2 separate regions of the Sus scrofa genome follow, and region 1 is linked to region 2. Evidence: chromatin contacts called from public HiChIP or PLAC-seq data. All regions are on one chromosome and are shown on one strand. Each heading gives the region's core, a stretch centred on a gene start, on an enhancer-like site or on the middle of the called end of the contact. The rest is flanking DNA. Distances are from core to core; before and after follow the strand shown. Region 1 overlaps LOC106506691 (a long non-coding RNA gene). Region 2 overlaps LOC102159476 (a long non-coding RNA gene).

Region 1 (2,700 bases), core at 85-2,584, 270 kb after region 2:
GGCTGAATCTACAACACGTGGGTCTCAAGGGTGCCCTGGGAGTCATCTGTATTCCAGCCTTTCAGAGACGGGAGAGAGTATTAAGAAGTGTTTGGAAGTACCCTCCGAGATGGGAGAGAGTATTAAGAAGTGTTTGGAAGTACCCTCCTGGCTCGGTAGTAGAGAATCTGACTAGCATCCATGAGGATGCAGGTTCCATCCCTGGCCTCGCTCCGTGGGTGAAGGATCCGGTGTTGCTGTGAGCTGTGGTGTAGGTCGCAGGCCAGCAGCTGTAGCTCTGATTCAGCAGCGCCTAGCCTGGGAACTTCCATATGTTGCATGTGCGGCCCTAAAAAGAAAAAAAAAAAAAAAAGAAGTAGAAGGAGGAAGAGGGGGAGAAGAAGAGGAAGGAGGAGATGTCCGGGAGTTTGAGGGGCCAGGCTCACAAGCTGCATACTATACTCCAGCTCCCATTCAATCCCTGCAATAGGTCATGTGGCCACACACTGAATCACAGGGGAGGCTGGGAAATGTAGTCCAGGCTGGAAGGACCAGCGAGTCTGGATGTGGGTGTCCAGCAGTCTCTGCTGGAGTGGGAATGCATCTTCCCCAAGGTAGTCCTTTTGCTCCCCTTCCCATAAGACTTGTCACATCTTCTGTGTATCAGGGAGTCATGGGGCCTTGTCTAACCTTACCAGGCACCTTGGTAGTCTTCAAAGGCAGGACAGGTTCAACTTCTAAATCTCTAGCCCTGACCTAGGGCTTGCTGGAGAGTGGGAGCCTGTTACATGTTGGTGGAATGATGGGAGGCCAGTAGGCAATTCAGTGTTCACAAGGTCATGGTTCTCAAGCTCCTGGATCTAGGGCCTGACCTTGTATCCAGCCTTATGCAGGGCTCAGGCTGCCTTAGGTTAAGTCAAAGAACAAAGGAAAGAGTTTGAGACATAGGCAAAATAATCCCTCCCCACCTCATACACTCATACAAAATATGTCACAATAATACTCCGATTTATTGAGTACCTATTATGTGTGGGTCCCCATGAGAAGGTATGTGCCGTGGAGGGAAGGGAAGAACCCTGGGCGGGCAGGCAGGAGCCCTGGGCTTACATCCTGGCTCTGGGTGACTGAGGCGGGTGGGGGATAGGGGTAACCTCATTCATTCAGCACGTAGTTGCCTAGCTGGCTCCGTACCAGACACAGGCTTTGGAGGTGGAAAAACCCCCTTCTCTTGAGTTTGCTCAAGGTGCAGTAGGGAAGCCAATGCCATTGGTTTGATACAATATGACAAGAGTCATTAAGTATTTCTTCCTCCTGCCTCTGTTGTCTTCCTCTGAGAAACTTCAAGCCAGGGATTGGGGTATTAAGAGTTGCAAACTCAAGGGCTGACAGAGCAAGCATGGAATGCAGACAGTCTGGAGTCTTGGCTCTACTGCTTCCAGCTTTGTGACCTGTGACCTGGACGAGTGTTTCTGAGCCTCAAATTCCTCATCTTTGAGTGGGAATGACACACACATGTACCAAGGTCATATAAATATATTTCACACCCCTAGCTCATATCTAGTATATAGGATAATATATGTATACACACACACACACATATATATATATATACACATATACACACACATATCTAGCTCATAGGATTATATATATATATTACATGATATACATATATTATAAAGTATTATATATGGACCTTATAGATATTTTATATATATTAGCAATAGGAGTGGGGGATTTTGCAATGAAGGAGCAGGTGTCTCATCTAAATGCTGCCATGCTGAATGAATCTAGTATTGCCAGATCCCCCAACTATTCAAGAAAAGCCAGAAAATGCAATTTTAGTGTTGAAAATATGTCCAAATATCTCCTGATTTTTAAAACTTTGTATGAGCTAAAGAAAACATCTGTGGACCAGATTTTGCCCCTGAGCTAAGGTCTCCACTGATTCTCATCTTCTAGGATCTCTGAATAGGAAAGAGAACAACAACGATGGAGTGGTTGTCCCCAACTCAAGTTTACAGGATTAGGATCATATGCACACAACAGAAAATCCTAAAATTATAGCAGCCAAAACAAGAAAGAAGTTGGTTTGTACGTCACATGAAAGAAGTCCAAATGTGGGCAATGCAGGTATGGCAACTCCATGAAGATGGCTCCTTCCATCTCTCTGCTCTGCCATCCTTAGCAGGTGGTCCTTATCCTCATTGTCCAAGATGGCTGCTGGAGTGCAGGCCTTCACATCTGCATCCCAGAGAGCAGAGTGGAGGAAGACCATTTCTCTTATAAAGCTACTTTCTGATCTGCTCACAACACTACTACCTATATAGTCACATGGCCATACCCAATTGCAAAAGAGACTGGGAAATGCCTTGGAGCTAGAGGGCAAGGTAGCTATCTAAAAAGGGGGATTCTATCACTAAAGAACAGAAGACAGTAGCTGTTATAAGACAACTAGCCATTTCTTCCACATCAAGTAGCCTGGTGTGTGAGGAGGGCATGTGGCTAGGTAGTGGGGGGTGTCACTTGCAGCCAGCCTCTGCCACCCACTTCACCTCTCCTGCCTCATGTATCTTTGAGCTTCTTTCGGACCAAAAGAAAATTAGGGAACAAGACAGAAAGAGGCCCAGCTGAACAGAATAATGGCAGCCACAACTTACCAAGGACCTGCTATATTCCAAGCCCAGTGCTGAGCCTGGCGTGAACATTCTCTCAGATCAT
Region 2 (2,700 bases), core at 36-2,535:
TCTATTAAGCACTTGTTATATGTTTGCCTTTAAACCGTTCAAGATGTGGGATCTACCCTGGGAAACACAACAGACAAGGATCATCTCCTCCATAGGGGTGGAGGAGATAGAATGAGATACATAAATAAACTGAAATATGTGTAATTTCATACTGTGAGAAGTGGTAAGAAGAAAAAAGGTACAGGGACAGAGAATAAAGGGGTGAAGGATGTGGAGAATCTACCTAAATACATAGAAGAGTCCTCCAAGACAATTAAGCAGAGATCCGAAAGATCTTTATTTGCCAGCCATGCAAAGAACCAAGGAACCATTTTCCAGGCAACCAGAAAAGAATGTGCAAAGGACCTGAGACAGGAAGAGGGGTGGGGGAAGCCCAGAGTGGCTGGAGCCACTAGGATGGGAATGAGTGGAATAAAATAGGTTGGAAATGTAAGGCTATTGAAGCAATGTCATGCAGGCCTCACAGTCCATAGGAGTTCTGAATTTTATGAGTTTTAGTATAAATGCACAGAAAGCTGGAACAGTGTAAGGGAGGCACCTGATCCAATCTGTCTGTGGAAAATCATCCCTTGCCCCCGAGTGTAGAGTGAGTGGTAGAAGTTCCAGAGCAGCAGGATAAAAGACTGATTTTAATTTTAATTTTGCAGACCTAGAGAGAGGATGGTGATGGGGACGAGGTTGGCTGTGGTGGAGATGAAAAAGGTGAAAATTTGAGATACTGTTGGAAGTGGCAAGAACTGGATTTTCTGATTAGGTGGGAGGAATGGGAGGAAGGTCACAAAAATCCTAGGATTTTGGCTTGAATAACTGAGATGGGGGTGAGCTGATGGATTACAGACAACTAACGTAGGTATTGTCCTACTTCAAAGATAGTAAACGGACTCCAATTTTCAAGTGTGTTTAATTCCAAAGGTCATGCTTCCCACTCTCCTGGACCCACATACAAATTTTTATAGGGGAGGAGGATATTTAATGATCTATCAATAACTGCTAAGATATATAAATACCCATGAATGCAAACATGGGCTTCCACATGCAGCCCGCACAAAGACTGGAACGCTCCCTAGAGGTGCTTGCACGTTGCGACGGGAGGTTGGGAACAAAAATTTCCTATATGATAACTGCCGCGCGGTACCCGCTTTAGGGAGCCGGTTTTTAGATATTGCGTTCTGATTGGCGTAGTGACCATGTGCTGGTGTGTGATAGGAGGAAAGTTAGCTCGTCCATAACTAAACCCAGCGAGTTGTGATTGGTGATCATGTCAATTGCCTTCCGCGGAGTTTAGAGAATCATAGGTTGCTGGGCCTCTGATTGGTGGGATTACGATACGACCTCTGTGATTGGTGAAGCCCGCGTAGTTATTTAAAAGTTTCTATACGCCAGTTCCTGCGTTGACCACTAGGAGGAGCCCAGGACACGCAAAGCGCTGCGCTGGGGCGCCTCGAGCTGCTTCCTCCAGCAGGGCCACCGGCTGTGCGCATCGCAGGTTCGGACCTGAGCCCTGGGTCCCACCAGGGACAAGGGTGGTGGGATAGGGGCGGGGGGACGGTGACAGAGCTCCCAGCTCCGGCCCAGGTGGCTACGCTTATCTACACAGCCCCTTTGCCTCCTTCTTCCGGCTTTCAGCCCCGCAAAGGAACTTTGGCTGACCGAGGGGGTGGGGCTGCGAGTTCCTGAAGGTTTATGAAGGCCCAGATACGAACCGCAAAATTACGGAATCTGTCAAGTGAGACTCCGCAGCGACCCCCGGCTGCGCCCTCTGCTCGCCTCTGAGCCCTGTGTCAATTTTTACAGCCTCCACTCCCTTTAAGAGCCTCAAAGGACTTTTCCAAAGTAGCATTTCACCGGAGCTTAGAACTGTCCCACGAAGGTAAAGGCTACCAGCTGGTGATCATCTTATCCACAGATGGCCCCTTCCATCCGCAGTCGCTATCACATTGTGCTGTCATTGTCTTCACTGCACTTAACCACTATTTGAAACTCTTTTATTGATTTACTTCCTCACTGTCTGTTTCCTCTGCGCCTCCCCACCAAGATACAAGTTCTGTAAGGGAGACAATACAGTGGCCAGATCCAATGCAGAATGCCCAGTTACATTTGAATTAGAGATAAACAACAGGAATTTTTCAAAGAGTAAGTATGTACCATGTGTTATTTGGTACATACTTGTATTCAAAGAATTATTCATTGTTTACCTGAAATTCAAAGTTGATTGGGCATCCTGTGATTTTGTTTGGTAAAACTGCAACCCTGTTGAGCAGGGGGTCTTACCTATTCACTGCTGTATCTCCAGCACCCACAGCAGTGCACATGGAATGTGCTGGATAAATGTTGAACGACTGGATGGGCAAATTTCTTCATTCATTCATCCAACTCAATATACTGAGTGCCAGCTGGGTCCTGGAACTTTAAGGGTAAAAGGAGTCACAGTCCAAGGGAGGAGGCAGACAAACAACCAGTAACCACCATTTGATTAAACTTTGATGATGCCAAACATGGGGGCTGTGGGAGCTCCAAGGGGGAGCCCTGATCTGCCTGATACAGCAGGACTGCCTGGAGGAAGATGACTAAGGTGGGACTTGGAGGATGAGGAGGTGAAGAGAGAGGTTTGACAGGTGCTCTGGACAGAAGCTTGTGCAAAGGCCAGAGAGAAGGCAGGGGCTACTTACCGGATTCTGAAAGCTACAAGTGGCTGGGGTG

The links. HiChIP or PLAC-seq counts read pairs in DNA pulled down with a chosen protein or histone mark.
Region 1: a contact with region 2 is called in an H3K27ac HiChIP or PLAC-seq map of alveolar macrophages. The contact joins two enhancer-like sites. A contact is called at or near these places in 9 of 47 Hi-C or Micro-C datasets (embryonic fibroblasts, fetal skeletal muscle, heart right ventricle and 6 more) and 1 of 2 datasets of contacts at active chromatin or transcription factors (alveolar macrophages).

Annotation. Positions count from the first base shown.
Region 1 is chr17:47,078,572-47,081,271 of Sscrofa11.1, forward strand. LOC106506691 (a long non-coding RNA gene) reads right to left here. Exons shown (of 3, transcript XR_002340084.1): 2 at 2,640-2,700; 3 at 1,678-2,223. Among named protein-coding and RNA genes, the nearest start is that of ADA, 7.7 kb to the left of the region's middle. Within about 2 kb of position 1,335, at least 5 of the 83 cell types and tissues checked have an H3K27ac peak or open chromatin away from gene starts, as enhancers often do. A contact at or near this core is called in alveolar macrophages, where this site is marked.
Region 2 is chr17:46,806,541-46,809,240 of Sscrofa11.1, forward strand. LOC102159476 (a long non-coding RNA gene) reads right to left here. Exons shown (of 7, transcript XR_002340077.1): 2 at 2,272-2,406. It also overlaps a transcript of HNF4A not described here. Among named protein-coding and RNA genes, the nearest start is that of HNF4A, 13 kb to the right of the region's middle. Within about 2 kb of position 1,286, at least 35 of the 83 cell types and tissues checked have an H3K27ac peak or open chromatin away from gene starts, as enhancers often do. A contact at or near this core is called in alveolar macrophages, where this site is marked.